5 separate regions of the Sus scrofa genome follow, and regions 1, 2, 3 and 4 are each linked to region 5. The links are chromatin contacts, called in public Hi-C, HiChIP or PLAC-seq and promoter capture Hi-C maps. All regions are on one chromosome and are shown on one strand. Each heading gives the region's core, a stretch centred on a gene start, on an enhancer-like site or on the middle of the called end of the contact. The rest is flanking DNA. Distances are from core to core; before and after follow the strand shown.

Region 1 (4,632 bases), core at 856-3,355, 220 kb after region 5:
TTTTTTTCATGTGCCTGTTGGTCATCTGTCTATCTTCTTAGGAGAAATATCTATTCAGGTCTTCTGCCTATTTTTTCAATTGGGTTGTTGGCTTTTTTGCTGTTGAGTTGTGAAAGTTATTTGTGTATTTTAGAGATTTAAACCCTTGTCGGTTGCATTGTTTGAAACCATGTTCTCCCATTTTGTAGGTTGTCTTTTTTTTTTTTTTTTTTTTTTTATGGTTTCCTTCCTTTGCTGTGCAAAAGGAGCTGCAGATTTCTGATACCTGCTCTTTCCTCTATGTATGCTTTAGCAAAAGTCACACAGAGAGAAATCATCACAAGAGCTACTTGGTAGGGCAAAATGTCATGAGTAAGTGCTGGAAAAGCAGGTTTGGAGTTGTAGGTCCAGGCATGCTTCCTGAACTTGGCACAGAACTTGAACAAGCACACCTCTGTTGTTGTCTGAGCACTAAATGCAGCTGTTGTTTTCTTGGGGATGCCTCTGCCTGGGTTTCGCATGTATCATGACCTGACCATTGGATTGTTTGAGCATTTGTTTATTTTCTGTTCTCCAAGTAACATGTGATCTCAGTGCTGGCACACAGTAAATACACAACAAATATTTATTGGATGTTTTTGCCTCTATATCCTTTCATAACTGAGCAAAATTTGCCTTTTCATGGATGCAGTCTTTCACCTTCCTTTTTTTTTTTTTCCTTTTCTTTTTAGGGGTGCATCCGCAGCATATGGGTCATATAGTTCCATATAGCCATATAGTTCCCAGGCTAGGGGTACAATTCAAGCTACAGCTGCTAGCCTACACCACAGCCACAGTAACACAGGATCTGAGCTGCGTCTGTGACCTACACCAGAGCTCAGGGCAACGCCAGGTCCTTAACCCACTGAGTGAGGCTGGGGATTGAACCCTTATCCTCATGGATTCTAGTTGGATTAATTTCTGCTGTGCCACAATGGGAATTTCCATTTTTTTTTCTTCTTTTTTTGAATATTCATCATCTTATATAGATACAAAATAAAACAAAAATATTTTTCATTGTGATGAGAACTAAAGATTTACTCTCTTAACTTTCATATATAACTTACATTAGTGTTAATTATATTAATCATGTTTATACATTACATCCCTATTACTTTTTATTTTGTAATTGGAAGCTTGTAGCTTTTGAATACCTTCATTCAATCCCCCCCCTCCCATCCTACCACTGGTAACCACAAATCGGATCTTTTTTGCTGAGTTTGTTTTTGAAGTGTAATTGACCTATAACACCATGTAAAGTTGCGGTGCATAATGCTGTGATTTGATATTTCTATTTATTTCAAATTGATCGCCACTGTGATGCTATTCTATCTTATTTTATTTTTTTTGGTCGTGCCTGCAGCTTGCGGAAGTTCCTGGGCTAGGGATCAAACTGGCACCACAGCAGTGATCCGGCCGCTGCAGTGAAATAAGTGGAGACAACTCATTTCAAGTTTGCTAAAGACAGAGTGCAGCAGCTGGGGAGAACACATGAGGTCTCTTTTTTCTTTTTTTTAAGCATCAATTGAGCGTATCTAAAATGATGATGACAAAGAGCCAATACTTGGGATAGAGGAGAGAGGGAGGAATTAAGTAATACCAGATGTGAGGGGTGGGATCGCAGCGGATGAACAGCCAGGCCTGAGGTAGGAGGGATGCCTCTTCCATCATAAACGTTAGGGAAAGGGGTAAACTGGCAGAGTCTAAAGGTTTGGTGCAGGGAAGCTAATGGTGTTTCGATGGTTTCTAGTTAACTCCGTAAAATAGGCCTAGAGTAAGGGGGTTGGCTGTGAGTCGAGGTTTGAGGAGAGTGCTCATTTGAAAAGACGTTTGGATACCTCGGGGGGCTAGGCTGGGGTTGGCGAGGTAGACCCCCAAGTGCAGTTCCACAGGGACGCCATGGTGCGCTGACCAATTGCCAACCGACACGTCCACGCCGCTTTAACACACGGTTTGGAATGTCCGCTGAACGGACAAGCTGCGGCGATGAAAATACGACCACAAATCCCGCGATATCACGGCCGCAACCTGCGAAACTGCCCGTGACGCTACCGCTACGCAACGCGACAGCGCGTATTAAAACGTCATGATCCTGCGACGCCGTCGCCGCAATGGGACGCCCTCCCGGAAGTGGGCTCTGGATCGGGCAGTGAAAGTGGTGTCCAGTTACCCCCGGGACCAGATCTGGGAAGTCGGAGCTGAACTGTTTCTTTACCTTTCTCCCATCCTTTCTGAATCTTCTAGGTCCGCCTAGTGAGGAAACGTCTCCGCCGTCATGGGGGGCGGAGACCTGGTAAGTGAGGGAGTCCAGGGCGCGGGGGAAGGATGAGGCCGGAGACTGGGCTGGGGACGGAAATTGGCGGGGGTGGCAGTGGGTAATCATGGCAACGCTGCCTTGCTTTCAGGGAGAGGGAGCCATAGTCCTGGACAGGGGAAGGATCTCTAAGGCTATGGAGGGACCGAGTGGAGACTTGGGAAGATGTGCGAAGTGGGTCGTCAAGGATGGCAGGTCATTGTTTGCTGGCAGAGAGACCTTCTGGCTGGAAATTCTGGGAGGGCCCTAGGGCAGTTGGAATTGTGGCTAGGAAAGGAGGCAGGTATGTAGGACGTGGCGCATAGACTTTGTTTTGTGTATCTTGGGATAGGATACATCTCCTTTCCTCAGCTAAGAGTTCAGTCATGTCCTGGGCTGTAGTAGGGATGATTTGTGCCCTATTCTCCTCCCTGAGCCATGTCCTGGGTCCATGTTAAACTTGAAGAGATCTTTAGATTCATCTTTCTTACTTCCACTCTTACTTCAGTGCTGTATTCTGATCTGTAGTGGCAGAGCTTCTTTTCTCAATTTGTAGCACTTAATATAAGTTGTATGCCTATTTCTCTTAAATTGTATAGTACATTCTAGGGGGCTAGGGCCCAAAATTGGACAGATGTACCCACAAGAGCATGGTGCAAGGTCAGAAAAATGCTAATCTCCTGAATATGTAGCTAATTGAATCAGCAAATAGATTGTTTAGCCACCTGTCCAGTAGCTATGTTAGCATTTGTCAGTTCTTACCAATTAGGATGAGTTCCAAGATACCGTCAAGGTTTGTCTAATTTAGTGCCTTCAAGTAGCTGCACTTAAGGATAGAAAAGCTGTAGTCCAGAGTTTCTCAACCTCAGGTTGACATTTTGGGCTGGATAATTCTTTGTTGTGTGTGTGGCTCTGTGCATGTAGGATGTTTAGCAGCATCCCTGGCCTCTAGCCTCTAGATGACAGTAGCACCTTTCTCCCCCACTTGTGACAACCAAAATTATCTATAGACATTGCCAAATGTTCCCTGGGAGGCAAAGTCACCCATATTGAAGGCCAAAGAGGAGGACCATTGTGATAAGAGGGAAGGGTGGAGGAGGAAGGAAGGCCTGAAGAGCCTGATGTGGGGAAAGGGAGGACAAGAAAAGAAAGAAAAGGAAGAAGGAGCCCTCCTTGACTGTACACCTTTCACATGGCAAGTACCTTGTGTCCATTTTCTCATGTAGACTTATTAACTGGGAGTTCCCACTGTGCCTCAGTGGGTTAAGAACCTGATTAGTATCCATGAGGATGCGGGGTCAATCCCTGTCCTTGCTCAGTGGGTTAAGGGTCTGGTATTTCCAGGAGCTGCAGTGTAGGTCACAGATGCAGCTCAGATCTGGTGGTGCTGTGGTTGTGGCTTAGACCTCAGCTGCAGTTCTGATTGGCCCTAGTGTGGGAACTTCCATATGCTGTAGGCGCGGCCCTAAAAAGAAAAAAGAGAGAAAAAATAGACTTATTAACTGGTCTTCTGGTCTTCAATCTTGGTCCTCTCCAATCCATTCTTTACATACTAGACTGGTTATGCCTCTCACCTGCAAATGAATGTTTAGTCTTTTCTACTGTCAACAGGATAAAATCCAGTTCCTTAAGCCCCTTAATCTGTTGCTTTCCTAGTTGGCTTCATCTTGAGCCCCTTTTCCGTCAGCTTGCTCCCCGGTATCAAGCCATACTGAATTATTTGTACCATGTTCTTTCTTACCACTGGGCCTACAGCTGTGTGTGCTGTTACCTCTGGAAATCTACCTCTTCCTCCCCTCTTCCTACATCACCAGGCTCATTTATAATTGTCTTTAGATGACATCTCCTCCAGGAAACTTTCCTTGGGGGGGAAGCTGAACCAAAGTAGTGGCTCATGGGGAGGGGGGGAGGGGAGAAGCATTCTTCAAGGGTGAAGGGGAAGATCAGATCCAGGGGGGTGATTCTTGGGAAGGAAGGTTGAAAGAGGTACTAAGTGGGGTTGTAAACCATGCAAGTTTGAGGAGGGTTAAGTGGACTCAAGGAAAAGAAGGTTGTGTTCATAGAAATGAATGTCCAGAGCCAAAGGCACTTGAGTTATGTTGCCTTTTAGCATCTGTACCTTCCCAGCTCCCTGCCCCATTCCTCCTGTGTGGTCCTCACCAACCCTCACTTTAGTCATGGCCAGTAGAAGTCAGACTCATGTACATTTCAGATTAGAAGTATTTGAAGGGAAGGCAGGAAGGGCCCGTTTTATCCTGAAACTTTAAGTTCTTGAACAACCATATTCCACTCCCATCCCTTGTGTGCCAGCCTTGCCATCG
Region 2 (4,649 bases), core at 1,960-4,459, 240 kb before region 5:
ATTGAGAATATTTCTCATGTTTCCTTAAAAAACTAAGCAATTTTACAAATGGTACACTCGAGACATCCAATTCACTGTATATAAATTTTACCCCTCATCCCTCCCCCCCAAAAAAAGTGAACCCTGAAATGTTTACAGTGGAGTATACTGATGTCTGCAATTTACTTTGGGATGAATCAAAACAAATGAAAAGATGCCTGATGGAATGATGCACAGGGATGATAAAATAACCAATATTAACTGCAGAATCTAGGTAGTACATATTTGAGTCCTAAGTACAATTTTTTCAACTTTTCTGTTTGAAAAATTGTAATAAAATGGAGGGGAAAAGCCTAAGTAAGGAACATTATACTCTGAAAGCTAGGAACTCGCACAGCTTGATGAATTCAAACTAGTTTATGAATTATAATTTTAAATCAGCAAAAATTACATTGACATATAAAAGACATAAATGGATTTTTCCAATTATCATAATTTCTCTTGTGTTCAACATTTTCCTCACTCACAGAAAGAATTTACTGATAGGCACTGTGCTATGCACTTCACGTTCATCAGTTAATCCTCACAACTCTAGTAGTTACTCTCATTTTACACATACAGAAAATATTTACCAAAGTTCACAAAGCAAGACTAGGATTCCACTCAGGTATAACCCCAAAAGAGCCCAAGTTCTGCTTTTGTGGAAAATGGTAAAGTCTACAAAAAGGGAGGTGCATCTCATCACAGAGGAACAAGAACAGTTATCTTTAGACAATTCACTCCAACAATTAAGTATCAAATTAACATGCCTTTCTCACAAAAATATCACTGTGAAGGTACTACTACCATTTTTTTAACAGAAAGATACTGAAATTGCCTGTGGTCACAAGATAGGTCAACGGTGATGCTATAAAGAAAATCAAATTATCTTTGGAACCAATTTCTGTTAAGCTATACCATCAGAGGGAAAAGGACTAATCGGCTGAATTTTCACTAGAAACATCAGATAAAAGAAGATAGGAGTCCTGTATAAGTTATCAAAAAATTATCAATTAGGAAATAAACTTATGGGTTTGGAGACTCAGTGGATAACACAAATGATAGATGACCTAGGCAAACAGCCTTGAGACAATACAAATGAAAATTTGTAACTTCTTACTTCTTTTTAATCAGGCTCAATGAAGCCTAAAGCACTAATACTAAAGTGATTTTTAAAATTTTAAGACAAGGCAACCCAAATAGCTGGGAACCAGTATCAATCCGATGCAATGAAGTAAGCAGAAGCCTATGATTTTACTCACAGACGCTTACAGCTGAAGATCCCACCACTGGAAGTACCTACCTTTAGCAGCAGTAGGCATGTGAATACTCCTCCACCTCTCCAATTCTGGGTTAAGAAGAGACCAGACTCACCTACATGATGACTAGTGAAGCCAAGTGTTCTAGTCAATGATCAATACCGGGAACTTCAACAGAATGTTAACTTCTCTAATAGCTCCTCACAACCCACCGTAAGAAAGAAAGGACTGTTAGACAAGACAAACAGCTCACCTGGGGAGAGGACTCCGGCTCAGAGACCGCTTGCTCAGGAATGGGCTGCTGGACCGCCTTCGACCGTAAGGGCTTGGTGATCTCCCACTGTAAGAGCCACTCCTTTCATAGCTGGATGAACGTCGCCGGCTATAGGGACTCACGGACCTCTGTCTTCTACTGTAGGGACTGGGTGACCGGGTGCTGGATTGGTAGGCCGAAGGCTCCTTGTAAGGTGGGCTGACGGACTGCCTTCTTGAGGTACTTCCCGGACTCTTCTTGTAGGAGTCATAATTGCTAGAAGTGTGAGATCTTGGGGGACTAAGGTCATAATCTTGGCCATAAGAAGCTCCTGACGGGCTATCATCTTGCTTGGGGCTATCCAACCATTTCCGGTGGGGACTCCTGGACCTCCGTTTGGGGCTGTCCACTGTTTTGTAACTTTTGGGTGTTTCCCTTTTCCGATGACTTTTACTCCGGTCTTTGTGCCCAGACTTCAACTCACGTTCTTTCCGGGTCTTCTCCTTATGGAGTTTGGATGACCTGGATTCCTTGTTGCTGCTGCTTTTGGAGATCTGCGCCTTCCCATGGTCATCATTCTCCTCATTTGAACGCTTCGAAGTTCCTGATACCCGGTCCTTCATCGATCCCGACTTGCTAAAGGTTTCCAGGTTTTTTTCTTTCTCTGTCTGTTTAGTTTTTAGTAAGTCCCGGGAACGTCTGTGCTGATGGTGACGGTGTTTGTGCAGTCGGTCACTCCGATCAGTCCCGCGACGTTCATCATTCTCCCTCCTGTCCAGTTTGAAGGCCATGTCGTCAGAGAAGGTATCAGAATCTGAGCTAATGTCATCATACTCCACCAAAGGTTTGATAATTGTACCCAAAGGTGCTGCTTCGGGGGTCACCAACCCCATGTCTTTGGAGTGCTTGGACTTATGCCGCTTGTGCTTCGACACCAAGCGGTGACGCTCTCTGCTGTTGGAGCTGCCACCTCCCGATGACGGCTGCAAAGTTCCAGAAGCTCCTCCGCTCCCGTCCTTCTTGCCCCCATGTCTCTCTGGATTGGGCATTCCCTTTCCCCAGGCCTCAAAAAGGGGAAAAAGTTCCCCAGCACTCCAAAAAGTAACCCCCACCCTCCCCCCCAACCCCAGCCCCACGCCTACAAAATCACCCCTACAAGGGGGTGGGGAGGGAAGGGACGGTAGCCCAGGCTCCTCCTCCCTCCCGACTCCTCAGCACCCTCCTACATGAGGTAGGGGGTGAAGGAGCCAGAGAAGAAATGAGAGTTCCTCAGCAGTGGAGTTGTGAGACAACGGACTGCCGCTCGAGTCTGTTTCCCCTCCAACTCCAGCCGAGCCAATCCTCAGGCCTAGGCGCCCAGGAAGGAGGTCGAGGAAGTAGGAAGCCGGCGGCCCGGGGCTGTGGGGCCGACTCGGGCTCTGGGGCCCTGTGAGGACTGCGCGGGCCCTTCCCCTACCCGGTAGCCCGGCTCGGGGCGGCTTCCTGTCGCTGGGGTCCCGCGACCTAGGCGCCTCACACCCCCTTTGTCCCTCGCTCTTGAGGGAGCCCCGTTTCTAGCTTCCGCCTCACCTCAATACCTCACACACTCACTCGCTCCCTCACACAGACTCACAGTCACACACTAGGTTAAACCGAAACGGCACTTGGAGGAGCGGGGGGAGGGGGGTAATCCCGAGAAGTATCGCGAGAATATGCCCAACTCTCGCGGTACTTCGTGCTTCTCGTTCACCTCTCGCGGCTGCTTGCTCAAACAACGCGAGAGCAGGTCCCCGGCCAGAAACGCGTTCCGCCAGATTCTCGCGATAAGATCCCGGCTTCCCATTCGAGCAAAGCTTTATTGGGTCTAGGATGATCTTTTAAATTCAAAACTTTATTAATAACTCATTGAACAAAAACGTGTTCTCAGGCGCCAGCGCAAACTAATTTTTGCATGCTTTGTAACAACTCTCAAGTACCAGGATGAAAATAATGTCAACAGAACAAAGGACAAATGTGAGGACATTTCAACCCAAGTCCCTAAGTGTTAACAATTCTTCCCACTTGTATATACTACTACGTGCATTATCTCTAATTCTCTATTTCTCATACTACCCTGCAAAACACGATTTCCTTATCCCTATTTTACCGATAAGGAAACCCAGTCTCAGAAGAGCTAAATAACTCACTCAAGGTGACAAAGTTGGTCCATCAAGGGCCAAAAAAAGAGATTCAAATTCTTGTCCGACACTATACTACAAGCTCTTTCATTGTGTGGCACTAACCCTTTCAACTGCTTAAAGACTTGAATGCTCATCACCTCTTGAGATCATCTTATGACTCTTTAGGAATCATTTAGCCTTTTATTTTCACAGAGGATTATAATTACAAACAAGCAAAGCATAATATTCATGAACGAGACAAAAATCTTACACTTCCCTTCCTTTTTATTTTTCAAAACTCCTTAGCACATATTAACTCATTCCATCTTCACAACTTTCCTCTGAAATAGGGTTGTGATAGTGAGAAGACTAAGGCACAGGGAAGCTAAGTGACTTGTCCAGGCTTTCTCATTGTTTACTTCAGTAAACATGTATCTGTAAGACAAAGTTCCTTCTCTGTGTAACAGTGCCACTGAGGGTCCTCAAGTAGAATATGGACAATGTACTCATACACAAGAAGATATTAGGTGATATGTTCCCTTGTGGTGCAGTGGCTTTAGGACCTGGCATTGTCACTGCAGTGACTCAGATCGCTGCTATAGCAAGGGTTCAATCTCTAGCCCAAAAACTTCCACATGCTACTGGAATGCAAAATAATAATAATAATAATGTGATAAATGTTCGAAGAATATAAGAATGATAAACAGCAGTGTGAAGTTTCAAAAGGAGATTAGGAGTGATAAAAGAAAGCATTATAAAAGTAGGACATTTAGGGAGTTCCCATCATGGCACAGCGGAAACAATCCAACTAGGAACGATGAGGTTAGGGGTTCTATCCCTGGCCTCGCTCAGTGGGTTAAGAATCCAGCATTGCCACGAGCTGGGTAGGTCGCAGACCCGGCTCGGATCTGGCGATGCTGTGGCTGTGGCATGGGCCAGCGGCTACAGCTCCAATTGGACCCCTAGCCTGGGAACTTCCAT
Region 3 (5,271 bases), core at 1,745-4,244, 240 kb after region 5:
TTTGTTTCCAGTGTTTCTGAGTCTCTACAGAGAGGACGCGGAGCTCAGCCTGCAGACATGTTCGTGACGACGCCTCCCGGCTTCTGGCCAGACAGTGGGATGTTTTTCATTTGAGGGGAGGAGAAGTGAATTGGTATTTGCACTGAATCTCTTTGGCCTTCTCCTAAGAACTCATGGCTTAGGAAGCCGTTTTCAAACGAGGCTTGCACTTCTTTTCCAAACCAGAGAACATTTCCCTTAGAAATTTATAAAAAACCGAGTTTGGGATGGAGTCCCTCGAAAGTTATCTATGTGGGCTTTTTTTTTTTTTCTTTTCTTTTTTCGGGCTGCACCAGCAGCACATGGAGACTCCCAGGCTAGGGGTCCCATCAGAGCTGGGCCTACACCAGCTGCCAGCCTACACCACAGCCACAGCAACATCAGATCTGAGCTGTGTCTGCCACCTACAGCACAGCTCGCGGGCAATGCCGGATCCTTAACCCACTGAGCGAGGCCAGGGATTGAATCCGCAACCTCAAGGTTCCTAGTCCGATTTGTTTCCACTGCACCACAACGGGAACTCCTATGTAGGCTTAATAGAGCTTGTGTTCCTACAGCTGCTTTACAGCTCACAGCCTGTTCTAATTCTGCCAGATGGTTGACCGGGCGACAGATGCTTGTTACTTACTGTCACCTGTCCTCTCTTCCTAGCCGCATGAAGCTAGAGAGCGCATCTACCTCCTCTCTGGAAGATCGGGTGAAGCGGAATATTTATTCCCTGCAGAGGACCTCAGTAGCTCTGGAGAAGAACTTTATGAAAAGATGAAAGCCATCGCCTGTCTTGCTGGTTTTCCTGAAGTTTTCAGGGAGGCTGCTGACCCCTTACAAATTCTCTTTATAAGAGTTCAAATGGCTTCTTCCACAGATGTCAAACCACCACTGTTCAAAGTGACTGTCCCCCGTGGATCGCAGAAACAGCCCATTTCTTTTGAGAACCCGTGTGACTTGCTCTATGGGACCCTCGGTAACTTTTGCTGGGTGCAGAGCAGATGTTAACTTTTTTTTGTTTTTTTTTTTTTTTTAGTGGATGGGCACTGGAGCATCTCGGGGTGAGCACTCATGTTGCTCTGGAAGCCTGCTCCCCATGGTCAGGGTACTTTTTATTCCTCTTCCCTCCACCTGTGTGAACACCCCTATACTACCACCTCAGTATAGACCGGACCTTTTGGAAGCCTCTCTCCCCAAAGCCACTCAGGTAGAGCCCAGGGAGTGACAAAGAATCTGGAAGGGAAAACAATGCAGAAAAGCCCTGTAAATGAACTATTGAAGTATTTGGACTTTTTCTCCAGCTGTAAAGCATAGTGTGTATATGTACAAATGTATATTTTTTCATGCTTTTAAAAAAAGAAGTTAGCTTTGTGAGAAGATCTTGTTTGGTAAGTGACTTTACTATGTAATAGGACCACACTGTATCTTGTCATCCAGTAACACAGTAAGGCAGGTCAGCTTTTCTTTCCTCTTTGAATCTGGCTAGTTTTGGAGGGGCCTGGGTTTATTGATAGGACGTAGGGTATCAATCCTTTTACACTGCTTAGAGTCTGCAGTGTGGGCAGTGCAGTGTTGAAGTCAGATGATTTTAGGAGTCAGGACCAAACTGCCAGTATACTCCTTGGCTCTTAAAAGAAAATAAAATGGAAGCTGTTTATTTCATGGCTTCCCTTTTATCATGTAGTAATCTTATTACAATTCTAGATTTTCAGGTGTTGTTTGCTATTATTTTTTAGTCAGGTATTAAAACAAAAAAACAAAAACCACCCAAACTCATGGGACCAGTCTCCTATCTCTACCCCTTTCCCTTTACTTCTTTCACCAGAGGCTCTCACTCCATCCAGGAGGTCCTAGGCACTGCTGACCCACACATTAGCTGCTCTAGTTCCTTGTTCTGCTGATTCCTAATTCTGCCTAGAACGAATCTGGGTTTATATTTTTGAACACTTACGATTCCAGAAACTATCATGCTTAAAACTCAGTTTTTCTCCAGAGAGAAGGTGACATACACTTGTCATTCATTTCATCACCTTATCCTGCCAGGGTTAATTATGTCTTTTATTACTTGGTAATAAAGACCACATTTATTTTTTTCCTAACTGTGTAAAGAGCAACTTAGGGTGAGTACCGAATTCCAGATTCCGATACAGAGCAATATTGATCCGCAATTTGTATCCAATATGTGGAGTCTCAGTTCGAGAGGAATTATGTAACAAAGCGTGGGCGGTTTACTCAAAGGTCTCATCAAGTGGGCCAGAGAGTAAGAAGATTATAATTTTCTGCTGAAGGATAGGTGTCTTAAGGTGCCAGCCTGCACCTTACCCCGAGCCTTTGGCGGGAGGAGGCCGGCGGCCGGTGGGTGGGAGCGGGACCCATTCATAAAACCCAAGGCTCCCGGCTGGCTCCTCTCATTGGCCCTGGGGGGAGGGGGCGTGTCCCGCGGGTGGCGTGCATCCCCGGGGTCCAGAGGAGTGGGAAAATCCACGCTTGGGTGGAGCGAGGGGGCGTTCCTTGCCTTTCCGGGCAGGACCTTCTTTTCCCCTCGCAGTGTTCCTTCTCTCTCCCCCGGGGTGGGGATGGTACGTCCCACCCCCGCATTCCCGCCCCTCCTCCCCTCCGGAGCCGTGGCGCTGCCGCCATCTTGGCACGTCAGGTTGAGGAAAAAGCCAAACCCTGGCTTTGGTGGGCCCGGACAGGGAGACCCTCCCGCGGTAGACAGCGAGACCTACCCAGTCCTCCTCCCCTCCCTGCTCGGGCGCGGGATTCTGAGGCACGCGGAGGCCGGCCCCGTTCCTGTCAGGCCCGGGGAGGAGGGGCGGGCCGGGCGGCCGCTGCCTCCCCGGGGTGGGCGGTACCACCCAGGCAGGGAGGAGAGGGCCCGGTGGCGGCTGGGCAGCTGTACCGCCTGGGGGCGGGGTGCGGAGCGGGCGGGCGGGCTCCCTGGGGCGGGGCGGGGCGGGGCGGGGCAGAGAGGGCGGAGCGTGGGGAGGACGGAACCACCGGGGCGGGGTGGGGAGGTAACGGGACGGGCGCGACCATGGCGCGGTGAGGGAGCGGGGGTGGGGATCGGTCTGGGGGAGGCCTGGGGCCGCTGGCTTGTGCGCCGTCTCGGTCGCCCCCCCTTTCGCCGCCGCCGCCGCCGCCGCCCCGGGCATGTCGTCCAACTGCACCAGCACCACGGCGGTGGCGGTGGCGCCGCTCAGCGCCAGCAAGACCAAGACCAAGAAGAAGCATTTCGTGTGCCAGAAAGTGAAGCTATTCCGGGCCAGCGAGCCGATCCTCAGCGTTCTGATGTGGGGGGTGAACCACACGGTAACCAGCTCCCCCGCGCGCGCCCCTCCGAGCGCGGCCCCGTGCGCGCTCACGCCTCCCCCACCCGCCCCCAGCCGCCCCGGGCCCTCGCCTGGCCGGCCCTGCCAGTAACGCGTGCACCCCCTCGACAAGCCACTTGCACGCCCACCCCGCCCTTGCACGCCATCCCGGCCGGGTGTGCCTCCCTGCACGCCACGCGAGGCCTGGTGCCTCCGACGGTGGTGTGCCGTCGCGTCCTCCCCTTCCCTCCAGCCCCTCAAGCTTCCTGCGTCTGGCAGCGGGCAGCCCCTGGAGCGCAGAGGGAAGGCCTGGGTGGGGTGGAATGGCTATCATCCTCTCCTCTCACCTCACCCCGTTTGTTGCATTTGTTCTCCCCCTTCTTCCTTATAATTGGCTGCCTAGCTCACTGTCCAGTTGACAGGGCAGGTGGCATTGGCCTACCTGAATAGTCCTCCGTTTCTGGTCGTTTGATGTGGCTGCTCAAGGTTTCCCCATCCTCCAGACCTCTTTACCCCTGCCTGGAAATCCTCCTCGGGTTTCTTTTCTTCTCGAACAAGATGTATCAACTGGAGAAGCACTGGCTTCCTTGGGCCACAGATCAGGGTCTTCCTGGGTTAGAGAGAAGGGGGAATAACCATTAGAGAAGGTGAGGCCTGCTTTTGAGGACTGTTCATAGTAGGAATAACGCATCTTCCTGAATTCTATGGCGATCGTGTCAAAGATGTTGACTTTTCAGTTACTGCGCTTTCTATTGTGTGGTCGGGAGAGTGTGGTAATGGATAGTGATTATGATGAGAGAGAGGTTCTTTGGGTCCTTGGGCTTCTTTGAGATTGTCCAACTGCTCCCGTTAGAAAGTTGGGGCCCTGCCCAGTATTTGAGTTAGAGGACTTTGTGTCGGTCCTGTTTGTTTGGGGTCTTTCTTTCTCTTCCAACTACTTGTTTCTTGCATTTCATTGTGCGTCCTTACTTCCAGAAATGAGCAGAGGAAGTTAAAAAACCCGAAATACCAACTGCACCAATTCAAAGTTTGGAATGAAGAAAGTGAAGCTAATGGCTGGAGTTTCTTGTGGATATCAGTTCTTTAGGCTCCGTGACTTTTCGGAGCACTTGAAATTGCCCACAAGACCAACTGATGACAGAGGAGCCCAGGGCCAGCAAGACTTTGAGCTTTGCTTTACAAGAAGAGCCGTCGGCTGGAGATTGATAAACTGTAGTCTCAGCCGGGGTTTTAGATCTTTACCTCTACTGCAGAAAGGCACCGTGTGTCTGGTGAGGTCTTTGTTGATTTCATGGTCTTGGGCCGGTTCAGTAACTTCACTAAGGTGAGGGTCCTGGCTAGGGTAGGGAGAACCGCTGGTGTAACATCTAGACCTCTGGGAGCTGCTTTGATTCACGAGTCCAGCAGAGTTTGTCCCTCTTGCTTCCTGCTGCCTTGGGGGTCATCTGACAATATTGCAGGGAAAACTGGGTCATCAACATGTGAACCCGGTGTCCCTGCCTGGAAATCAATCCTTGGTTTTGTCGTGCAGCTGGCTTCTCACTAGAAAGCATCCTGTCTGTATAGAGCATTGGTTAGAGGCCTGAGAGTCAGGAATATGACAACTTGTCAGAAGAGGACTCTGGGTCCCTTGTTTTATACCTGAAGGAGTGGAGGCCCTGGGTGGAGGATTATTAGGTTGTCTGTGGTCACAACAAGACATGCAGCCCATTGTCAGTGCAGTATGTTGGGCTGTGTTGGCACATGATGGTGCTTGAATGGCAGGTCTCATTTTCTTTGCTTCCTTTCCTTGCCCTGCCTCTCAGCCCAGGGCCAGGACAGGTGTGTGTGCCTGCGCCTGCTAGTTCCCAGGAGTGTGTGGTGCTTGGTTTTCTGTTAGGCAGGCAGTGAGTCTCTGAATGGTAGATGGAGAGATAGGTATCACCCTCTTTCG
Region 4 (4,951 bases), core at 1,489-3,988, 200 kb before region 5:
GAGGGTCCTCTCAAAATTCTGCGGCCTTACTTTGATTTTGACACCTGCACTGTGCCATTCCTGATGATTCCATTCAGGATCTGTATCAGCAGGACGGGGCACGATCCCCAGCACAACTCTTCTGGATTGAAAAAAAAAAAAAAAAAAAAAAGCCAGGTGATTCATTTGTGTGTGTGTGTATATCATAAATGGAGTGACTTCATCAATAAGAAGATATCTATATTCAGCTCTTTCTGCAGGTTGGAGTTAGCATAGAGTTGGAAAATCAGCTTTGGCTTTCTTTCCTGACTGTCTCTGATTTCCTTTAGTGTTCTCCCTTTTCTGGTCATCAGCTCTCAACAACTCTGCCACTCTTGTGTCCTAAGGTAATAAGAAGTAGGAAACGAAACCTTGCAAAGTGGAGCAAGAAAAGTTATCGGTTACCGTATCAGAGTCAAATGTCTTGGGTGACACTAAGGAGGACATGGGCAAGGTGATACCAGAGTGCTTTATCTTGTGATGCTGATACAGTAGCAGCCTCTCAAACATACAACCAGGTTGGATTTCTCACAAGTTTCTCACCTAGTTTTGAATCCTATCCCATTGGTTTCTGCAGGAGAAAAAAAAAAAAAATTAAATGGTTTTTAAGTTTGTTTTGGTTGGGAAAAATCTTATGGGGAATATACTGCATAGTATCAGGGGCTCAGCTCCCCCAAACAGAGCCAACAAATACCAAAATGAGTAAACTGGGAAGCTTTTTCTCTCTTTCTGTCTTCATCCCAGATCAAAGAATCCCGAGTTAGGATCTGGATGAAGGATAAGCCCCTGAATTGTCGATGGGCACACCCCACACACTGACCCAGCATCTGAACTTGCTTAACAGGGAGCCGGGGCTAAACTGCTTCACCCTGCCTGAGAACCAGGGAGCACTGCATTTCTCCACAGGGTGGAGGAGAAGAGGCAGAATAAACCAAGCCTGGGACACCTCCCTCCTGTCTAGGTGTACTCATTCTCCTGTTCCAAAAGACGGCAAGGACATGAAGTCAACTTCTACCTATCTTCTGCTGCTGGTGTCTTGTGTATTCTTAGTTTGACCTGATTCCTCTTCTGTCCTTTGGCTTCATGTTAGGGGTCCTTGGTCAAAACCTGCTCTGATGTACATGAAGATTCCAGGTTCAAAATCAGTGTCTTAAAACAAGTATTGTAGAGGTGGGGGAGGGGTTAAGCAGGATATAACTGCCAAACTTAAGATTGGTGACTCTTAGAAAGATTTACCTTAAGGCCTGGGTCTGAAAATTTAGTGCAGCACTCTTGTGAATTCTCAAAAGAATCTTTCCAGGGAGCCAGTGAGTCACAGTATCCAGTTGAGTCACTTAAAGCAGACGCCAGTATAGGAAACTCATTATTCACAATCCCTAGGTAATCTCATATTTGTTTACCTTTTTAAAAATCCCCTTCCCTCCCTTATTTCTACCCTTGAGTTAGTTTTTTGAGGGGTAGGAAGTATTTAACATCTCAGAAGCTAGGTTGGGAAACATGCTCAGCTGTAAAAGCTGAGCTTTAAATTTTGAGTTTTAAAAATGTACATCAGGAGCAGTTGGGAGGGGCTTTTCTAAAAAAAAAGTAATCTTTTAAATTTGATTTTCTGTGTGTATGGCCGTTCTGTAAATACTTTGGGGTTTTTCATTTTTTTGAAAGTAGACAAAATCTGTGGGATTTTTTTTCCCGAAACATTACAGAAACCTGTTTATTTACATGCAAATAAATTTCTTTGATAAAAAGCAACATGCCTATGTGTAATAAATTTCTAACTTTTGGATAATTGTTTATTCAGCTTTTTAAAAGTCCAATCAAAAGTATTTTAAAATAACAAAGGAAAAACCTTCCTTGAAATGTGTAACTGGAAAGGATAATTAGGGGAACAGAACTGTGAAAGTTTTCTTCATTTGATTTACCTGCTCAAGCCAGTTTTACTATCTTTTACAGGCCTTAGTCACCAATTGTATCAATAGTTCTTGCTGGGAGAAAAGTTCTGTTAGATGCAACAAAAGGCTGTTTTTATATGGCTGCAGTAAAGCAATCACATTAAAAGTATCTGGGACAGGAGGAGGCTATAACATCTAGATCTGGGTTTGTGGGCCTGAGAATGAGTTACTGAAGCTGGGTTCCTGGGTTCTTTTCTAGGGAAAAAAAAAGTGCTTTCAGAGTTGGGTAATAAGCCTTCCAGCTACAATACGCCTTTTTTTTTTTTTTTTTTTTTGGACTTTTTAGGGCCTCGCCCGTAGCATATGGAGGTTCCCAGGCTAGGGGTCTAATTAATCAGAGCTGCAGCCACCGGCTTTCACCACAGCCACAGCAATGCCAGATCCATGCCACGTCTGCAACCTACACCACAGCTCACGGCAACACCGGATCCTTCGAGGCCAGGGATCGAACCCGCAACCTCATCGTTCCCAGTCAGATCGTTAACCATTGAGCCATGACGCAAACTCCAAATATGCCTATTTTAAAAGATCTCCAGCACAATTTGCTCTTACAGAACTTTTTTTTTTTTTTTTTTTTTTTTTTTTTTGGCTTTTTAGGGCCAAACCCGAGGCATATGTAGGTTCCTAGGTTAGGGGTCCAATCGGAGCTACAGCTGCTGGCCTACACCACAGCCACAGCAACGTCTTATTCCAGCCTCATTTGCGACCTACACCACAGCTCATGGCAATGCAGGATCCTTAACCCACTGAGCGAGGCCAAGGATCAAACCCACAGTCAGATTTGTTTCCCCTGCAGAACCACATCTCTTAATCAGACAAGCCAGTTACTGAAAGTACAAAGTAACAGGGGTATGAAAATAAACTCATATCTGCTTTGAAATGCAATTGTAAGTCCAGCCAGCACTGCTAGAATTGATGATATAGTTTCCAATGTTTCATATTTGGGATATAATTCCGTAGTTTGTCGCTCTAAGTGTAAACTCATTTCTTAATTCATGGAAGTCAGATCATAAATTTTGAGACTTCAAGGTTTGAGGGCTGGTGTTACTAAAGTACATATTATCATGACACATCCAGCTTCTATAGAAGGAGCCTGAGTCAGAATGAATGTTACTACTGGGCAAGCGCCCCCGCCTACTCGTTCAGACACGCTTGTTTCTCCCGCCAAAGTGGCGTCAGGATCAGGATCTCACCAACCAGAGCCCTGATTGGAGGGCAGGCAGGCCCTAGAGCCCATTGGGTGCCAGCAGCGGTCGGAAAGCAGAGGGGCGGGAGAAGCCGAGGCCTTTCTGCCTCACCCGCCCCCACCTTCACCAAAGCGTGCCCCTCCCCCAGCTAAAGGAATGGTCGCCCAGCTCCAGCACTGCACCCCTTGACCCCAAGGCACGAGGTGCGGCCTCGCCGCATATCCCCAGAGCAGAGGGCAGCGCAATTACCCCCTGTCCTTCTAAACCATGCACAAGGAGATCCACTCCCCGCGGCGGCCCCCTAGGCCTCCCTGCAACACCCGGTAATGCAATCCACGGGGGCGGGGAAGGCGGTGGCGGCGGCGGCAGCGGCGGCGGCGGCGGCATCAGAACAGCCCCAATCTAGAGACGGCCAGAGAGGAGAAAAATGGCTCCAAGCAGGGACCGCCTGCTGCACTTTGGGTTCAAGGCTACAGTGAGTGATAGGGGAAGGGAGTTGGGTGTCTGGGAAGGACATGTGTGCCAGCGCAAGCTACCGGGAAAGCGACAAGACTGAGGGGGCGGGGGAGGACGAGACAGCTCAAGTGCTTGGTGGGTTGGTGCGTGCTGTTTGCCCGCGGATGGGAGAAGGGGGGCTTGGGCGCTGTGTGCAGTTGTCCTGCTTTCCTCTCTCTCACTGGTCTGCGAGCACGCGCACACTCGCTCCCGCCCCACAGCCCCTCCCATACACAAATACACACACAGACATATAGACACTTCCCTGCCTCTTCTTCTTGCGGTGGGCTTGGCGGCCTTGGAGGCGAGGGCGGGCTCACGCCGCCGCCGCCGCGCTCCCGGGCGGATGGTCGCGGGCTGCGCCCCGGGGTGGGGGAGGGGTGGTCCTGCGCTGCTGCCGCCGCCGCCGCCGCGCGCTCCTCCTCCTCCCCCTCCCCACACCGTTCCGAGGCCCGGGCGGTTCTGCCCAATGAGGAGCGGCGTTGCTGGCAGGTGGGGAGTGTTTTTGTTTTGGGTTGAAGTTGAGGCGGAGGAGAGAGAAGAGCTAGCGACAAGCAGTCGTCGCCACCGCCGCGGGAGGCGGAGGAGGCCCTGCGGGATTCAAGAGGTCTCCCCTCCCCGCCGACGGCTCTTGCCCGCCGTTCCTCTGCCTCCTCCCGGTGCCGGAACTCCCGGGCCTGCCCCGGGCCCCCAGTCTTTGCCCTCCACACGCCGCAGCGCCCGGCCCCGGCCGCACCCGCCGGCCCCATGAGGAGGGACGTGAACGGAGTGACCAAGAGCAGGTTTGAGGTGTGCGCTTGGGGGTGGAGGGGGCTAGGGCGGCGTGAGGAAGGCGATTCCCGCTTTCATGCCCCGAAAAATTCGCTCCGCACCGAGCCTCCTCCTTTGCCTGGCGCCGTCATCCCCAGACCGCTGGGGCTGCCAGACTTCTCTCCCCTTTCTCTCGATCTGAGAGCCCAGTGCAGCCCAGCTTCCTTCGTCCTGCGGGCCGATCGCCTCTTACTATTTTGCTGGCGGGCCGGGACCGAGGATTAGCTCTGGCGCCCTAATTCCCCCTCCCCCCAGTATCACTCAGCTTTCCATTCTTTCTTTACACAACCTTTGGCGTGTCTCCCTTCACTCGGCAGAAAAAGCATCACAGCTCTGATCGACCGGAGGGAGCTTGTTTTCTTTTTGCCACCTTCGAGGAGGAAATTATGAGCCAGGGGGCTTATTCTCCGAGTTTGAGAGACCTTGGTTAAACTAGGGAAGTGGAGGTGGGGGACTGAGATGGTGGAGACGACCACGGGTTTTCGGTGCTGTGTT
Region 5 (5,081 bases), core at 1,667-4,166:
TTCCGTTCTCAAATCAGGTAGGGGACATCTCTGTGAGTCTGAACACAGATATACAGGGCTCAGGATTTCTTAACCTTGTGGTTTCCACGAGGCGTGATTGTGGAGGAAGAATTCAGGAATTCTAAACATTCCTGATCAGATTCTTTATTCTTTCCATTAGGTTTTCATCAAATGGAAACACAAGAAACATCATTCCTTATACCACAGAAACCTATCCTCAGCGCGTCGAGGTTGCGCGGAGGGGGTATAGCTCAGTGGTAGAGCATTTGACTGCAGATCAAGAGGTCCCCGGTTCAAATCCGGGTGCCCCCTTGGCGATCGAGACTTTTCCCGTTTTCTTAGCCCTGCAGTGCAGCTGCTGAAGTTCCCTTACAGGCGAAGAGGGGAAGGGGTTCTCCCGCACTGTTGCTGTCTTTTGCAGGCGGTTGATGGTGGAGTCCCAGGTCTTGCCAGAACACGCCCTCAGCCTCCCAAGGGATTGTTCGAAGGCCCACTTTGGTAGCGCAGAGGCGGGAACATTCGCAGATCGGCCTGCCTCGGAACCTCGACTGCTGTTGGGAGGAAGGGAGGCCGAGTTTCTAAGAGCTGGAGAGTTCTGCGTGAGCGTGTCGGAAGGAGAGATGGGCGCCGAGAGAAACGCTAAGGGGGTCTAGCAGGGCAGGGGAGGGGGACCGGGGCCCATAGGAACGCCCCTGAGGAGAAGAATCTCGAGAGACTTACCCTCCCACTTCCCCAAACTGCATTTTTCTTACATCATTAGAATCCTTTAGTTCAGAGCTTCAGAGAACAAATTGCATCCAGATGAATAATACCTCCAGATTTGTATCTTTTCCATCTTCAGTTTTGTTCTTGAACACGTCACAGCGCCTACGTCGCAGTAGCACTAAGGAGTTATCCGCGCGCTTTGGCCAGCAGAGGGGGTATAGCTCAGTGGTAGAGCATTTGACTGCAGATCAAGAGGTCCCCGGTTCAAATCCGGGTGCCCCCTGGCGCGATACTTTTCTGCCCAGCAAATCCCGATTCTCCAACAATAATGTTCGTTGAAGCTTTTCCTTTTCCTTTTCCTTCCACAGTTTTCGTTGGCATTTCCTTCGCCACCTCTATTTGGGGCAGATGAGGATTGAGAGTGCAAAACATGGAAATTCTAGAGCAGTGGCTCTCAAAATGTGGTACTGGGAACAGCACCACCAACTGGGAACCTGTTAGAAACGCGGATTCTCGGCCTCAGCTCAACTATTGAGCGTGGGGGTGGCGCCTAGAAACCTGTGTTTTAATAAGCCCTCCAGGTGATTCTGATGTACACTCAAGTTCTGGAAGTTTACACTTTTAAACATTTGATGCGTCATTTTCTCCTAATTATTTGCAAGCTGCTGTTTCAGACTGAGTCCTCATAAGAGACCTTTTAAAACAGACCGCGGGGCACCCGGTACGAAGAGATCAGTGCCGGAGCCGGAATTCCATCCTGGGACCTCTCACCTTGACCCCTAGGAGTAGGAGCGAAGATCTGTAAAACTGCCTGCCTGGCATCGGACCTCGTGGGCAGGGTCGGGGCAGGGCTGGAAAAGTGAGGAAAACCGCAAAACACGCGCGTTGCGGCTCGTCACGCGGCCACTAGAGGGCAGCAAGAAGCCACAGCTGGGGGCAGCAGCCTTTTTGAACCTGTGTCTGCAAAATCTCAATTTAAATTAGACAACAAGAAGAACTTACAGACAGACCTCGTGTTGTCCCATTGTGAATGCATAAGGGCTTAGGGCTGGAGGAGGTCGCTTCTGGGACCCTGGGTCCTGAGGAAGGAGGAACTGGCATTCTGAACTTTTAGGGAGTCTAGTTCTCGTTTCCTTCTCTGGTCCCCTCTTTGTCTCAATGCCAGGCAACCCGCCTCTTCCAGCCCACGCTGTTCCTCCTCCAGACCCCGGGCACACCCTTTTCCTGGGGGAATTCCCTCAATGGCGCTCACCTCTGCGTTGTCCAGTCCCTGGGCCCCAGCCTCATATATGTCAGGGTGCCCCCCTCACCGCTCACTCTCTCACCATCCAGCGCCTGAGTTCCATGCCATCGCCCGAAGTAGGTCGGGGAGCGAACAGGTACCTCCGTGTCCTGACCTGATTCCCTGCTGTCTATTAAATCTCCTAAGTTGTGGGTATTTTTATTCTGCTCTGGAAGGGAAAAAAAAAAAAAAAAGTGATCTATCCCTAGAGCCTGTTATAAGTGGTGGCAGTTGGAGTGAGACGTTTCCTTGCTCTGGGGCAGGCTTTGGAGAGTGACTGTGTTGGGCCGTAAGGAGGCCTGGGGTCCCTGAGAGGAGGGTGGCTTCGGTCCCCTTCTGGGTGTGGGGAGAAGTCCAGGTTATTTCAAAGTAGGGATGAGCCAGGCCCCGTCCATCCCCGTGTCTGCTGGCCTGGGGGACCAGAGGTTGCTGGCAGTGGGAGATGGGGGGTGGGGGTGGCGGATAAAGTGGAGAGGAGCCATGGGAGGGCGTGGACTCCAGGCCTCTGCAGCAAGGGGAGATTCCTGGGGCGGGGATGGGTATCTCCGAGGAACAGCCCAGAAAGTCGGGAAATCTGGTAGAGCTGGGTCGGGGGTGGATGATAGCAGCCCGTGGTCCGAGGAAGGGGCGCGCGGGTTCCTTCCTCGGATTTGGCCCCCTCCAACCTTTGCTTTGCCGCCCGCTCCCCGAGGAGTGGAGGAGGGGAAGGGAGGCAGGAGCTAAGGTGCAGTGTGGGGGCGACCGATGCTCTTTGCGGGGGGTTCTCCCAGCCCAGGGGGCTCCCGCCCGGTCCCCCTCCTCCTCCCTCCGCACCTCCCCACCCCCGCCTCGGGTGCAGCGGCAGGAGCTCTCGGGGCGCGCTGGGCAGAGCTGGGAGGACCCGGGGCGACCGGGCGAGCTCCGGAGGCGCCCCGCCCCCGCCCCGCCCCCTCCCGGGTCCCGGCCCCGCGAGGCTGCTGCGCCCGCTCTCCGCCCGCTGGCTGGCGCTCGGCGGCTCTCGCTGCTCGCGGGCCCCGCGATCCGCCGCCGCTCCGCCACCCACCCCTCCGCCTGCCAGCCCCGGGGACCGCGCTCCCTAGCCCGGGCCGGGGGCAGCTGCGGGCCGGGGGCGGGTCCTGGCCCCCACCATGCGGGCCGAGCTCTGGCTCCTCGTGCTGGTGTTCAGGGAGGCTGCCCGGGCGCTGAGCCCCCCGCCTGGAGCAGGTAGGACTGGCCGGAGTTGGCCCGGGTGGGCCAGGGGGTCGGGGGCGCTGGCAGGCAGGCAGGCGGGGGCATGGGCAAGACCGGGCAGGCTGGCGATGTCCGGGACGCGGGGGATAGTGTCTGCGGGAGGCGAAGAGCCCTGTGGACTGTGGCAGGTGGACAGGGACCCCACTTTCCTAAACACACGGGGTGTATGTATGAGTGAGGGTGGAGGCGCCAGACACTGATGCCCCGATCTCTCCTTCCCTCCTGGAGGGACCCCAGGAGCGGGGGAGCCATAAGGCAGTGAGTGGGCTCTGGCTCCAAAGGGGACAGCGGGAGAGTCCTAGGGACCCCCGGTCACACCGGGTGAGGCTGAATTCTGATGAGTTATGGAGTCTGGGGGTGCCTCCTGCCCCAGTTTTGCCTCCTTTTCCTCTTCCCTGCCCCCACTCGCCGGCTGACCCAGGCTGGGGGCTGGGTGGGAGCAGCCAGAGGGATGGAGGAGACCCAGCATCTCTCCTCCAACAAGGGCAGCAGGAGCCTAATGCCTTCCTCTCTCTGGTACTTGGAGAGCAGCCCTGGGCCCAGAAAGAAGCAAGTTGCTTCTTTCCCATCCCCTGGCCTCCAGGGTCCTCCTGTCACTCCTGCTTTGCTCTGCCCTGGTGGCTCTTGGCCTTTAGCTACCCTGGCTCTAACCTGGGGTTGAGGGTGAGCAATCCTATCTTGCACACTCCCTCTTCTCCACCGCAGTTCACTGCAATCATCGCTCCCACTTGGAAGTCCTTTCTGAGCTCTGCCTTGAATCTCTCCAGTTATAAAAGGAGAACTGTTTTTTTAACAAATAATTTTACATTCTCTTCTTTTCTCCTCATGCACCCAGACCTTCTTTGGGGCTGGGGAGGTGGGTTATTGGGGAGCCCCTTGGCATAGATATTCCTGGAATGGGATGCAGGAGGTGAAGGGCTTGGCAAGGGGGTTGCTGGGGTTGGGCTATTGTGTCTCGGGTGTGCTGGCATCAGACACAGTGTCAGTGACAGAGTGCTTAACTTTAAAAATCCCTGAAGGTAGTTGAGACACGCCTGGGTCCCTGTTGAGAGGGAGGGTGTGGGTAGAGGGCAGTGGAAGCTGATGAGGCTGCTGGTGCAGAGCCACCAGTTTTCAGAGACCACACAGAGAGTGGCCAGAGACTTGGCTTCTAGTCCCAGCATCTCACTTGCTGTGCGACCTTGAGCCAGTTACTTTCCTTCTCTGGGCCTATTTCCTCTCTTACAAAGTGAGACTGTGGGCAAAATCTTTGCCTCTGGGTGGTGGGATTATGAGAGATCCTTTCTCCTTTTTATGATTGGCTTTCCTTTTCAGAACTGTTACGATGTGTTTGGAGTAACTGAAAAAAAATTAAAATCGATATAGAAAGGAATGGGTGGGGTAGGTCAATTTTTGAGGTTCTTTGCAGCCCCAACCTGGTGGGAATCTTCTGAACTCAGAACGTGATCGGGTTGATGAGAGAGGGCTTTGACTCTGACTGAGTGGGGAGAACCATGGAGAGAGTCGGGGAAGAGGGTCTTGTGGGGGAACGGAGATATGCTGAGAGCAAGGGAACAAGGTATGCAGGCCTGGCTGAGGGCTGCCTGTTCAGAGCTGGGTTGGAAATAGCAGATACCTGGGGAGGCCAAAACGAGGGCGCAGGCAGACACTTGAATCCCATCTCTTAGCAGAGGACAGCCTGTTGTCTCGGTTTGGACAGAGATTCAGCCAGGAGAATTGGACTTTCTCTGTAGCAGCAGAGGTTGCTTAGACCTAAGGAAGCTCTAGGAAGCCAGAGGGGGCAGCTTTGACTCTCTGTGCAGTGCTTTTTTTTTTTTTTTTTTTTTTTTTTTTGCATTTTAGGGCTGAATCCACAGCATATGCA

The links. Promoter capture Hi-C pulls out the DNA fragments that hold promoters and counts their contacts. Hi-C and Micro-C count contacts between places; a contact is called where the count stands out from the background. HiChIP or PLAC-seq counts read pairs in DNA pulled down with a chosen protein or histone mark.
Region 1: a contact with region 5 is called in a Hi-C map of skeletal muscle, with 3 times the contacts expected there. The contact joins the promoter of CWC25 here to the promoter of PLXDC1 in region 5. A contact is called at or near these places in 4 of 47 Hi-C or Micro-C datasets (liver, mesenteric adipose tissue, skeletal muscle and 1 more).
Region 2: an H3K27ac HiChIP or PLAC-seq map of skeletal muscle shows a contact between it and region 5, with 2.6 times the contacts expected there. The contact joins the promoter of CDK12 here to the promoter of PLXDC1 in region 5. A contact is called at or near these places in 1 of 47 Hi-C or Micro-C datasets (heart right ventricle) and 1 of 2 datasets of contacts at active chromatin or transcription factors (skeletal muscle).
Region 3: a promoter capture Hi-C map of fetal liver shows a contact between it and region 5, with 2.7 times the contacts expected there. The contact joins the promoter of PIP4K2B here to the promoter of PLXDC1 in region 5. A contact is called at or near these places in 2 of 5 promoter capture datasets (fetal liver and liver), 1 of 47 Hi-C or Micro-C datasets (skeletal muscle) and 1 of 2 datasets of contacts at active chromatin or transcription factors (skeletal muscle).
Region 4: a contact with region 5 is called in a Hi-C map of liver, with 2.8 times the contacts expected there. The contact joins the promoter of FBXL20 here to the promoter of PLXDC1 in region 5. A contact is called at or near these places in 2 of 47 Hi-C or Micro-C datasets (liver and skeletal muscle).

What each region holds. Positions count from the first base shown.
Region 1 is chr12:23,295,945-23,300,576 of Sscrofa11.1, forward strand. CWC25 (CWC25 spliceosome associated protein homolog) reads left to right here and starts at 2,106. Exons shown (of 10, transcript NM_001244652.1): 1 at 2,106-2,311. The coding sequence starts at 2,294.
Region 2 is chr12:22,828,186-22,832,834 of Sscrofa11.1, forward strand. CDK12 (cyclin-dependent kinase 12) reads right to left here and starts at 3,210. Exons shown (of 18, transcript XR_002337130.1): 1 at 1,531-3,210. MED1 (mediator of RNA polymerase II transcription subunit 1) reads left to right here and starts at 2,220. Exons shown (of 20, transcript XM_021067050.1): 1 at 2,220-2,334.
Region 3 is chr12:23,314,119-23,319,389 of Sscrofa11.1, forward strand. PIP4K2B (phosphatidylinositol 5-phosphate 4-kinase type-2 beta) reads left to right here and starts at 2,995. Exons shown (of 10, transcript XM_021067062.1): 1 at 2,995-3,339. The coding sequence starts at 3,181. CWC25 (CWC25 spliceosome associated protein homolog) reads left to right here. Exons shown (of 10, transcript NM_001244652.1): 10 at 691-1,327. The coding sequence ends at 805.
Region 4 is chr12:22,870,657-22,875,607 of Sscrofa11.1, forward strand. It overlaps FBXL20 (F-box/LRR-repeat protein 20), which reads left to right and starts at 2,739. Exons shown (of 17, transcript XM_013979813.2): 1 at 2,739-3,626. It overlaps MED1 (mediator of RNA polymerase II transcription subunit 1), which reads left to right. Exons shown (of 20, transcript XM_021067050.1): 20 at 1-1,764.
Region 5 is chr12:23,070,376-23,075,456 of Sscrofa11.1, forward strand. PLXDC1 (plexin domain-containing protein 1) reads left to right here and starts at 2,917. Exons shown (of 14, transcript XM_021067058.1): 1 at 2,917-3,190. The coding sequence starts at 3,115. It overlaps TRNAC-GCA (a tRNA gene), which reads left to right and starts at 241; the gene lies at 241-312. TRNAC-GCA (a tRNA gene) reads left to right here and starts at 917; the gene lies at 917-988.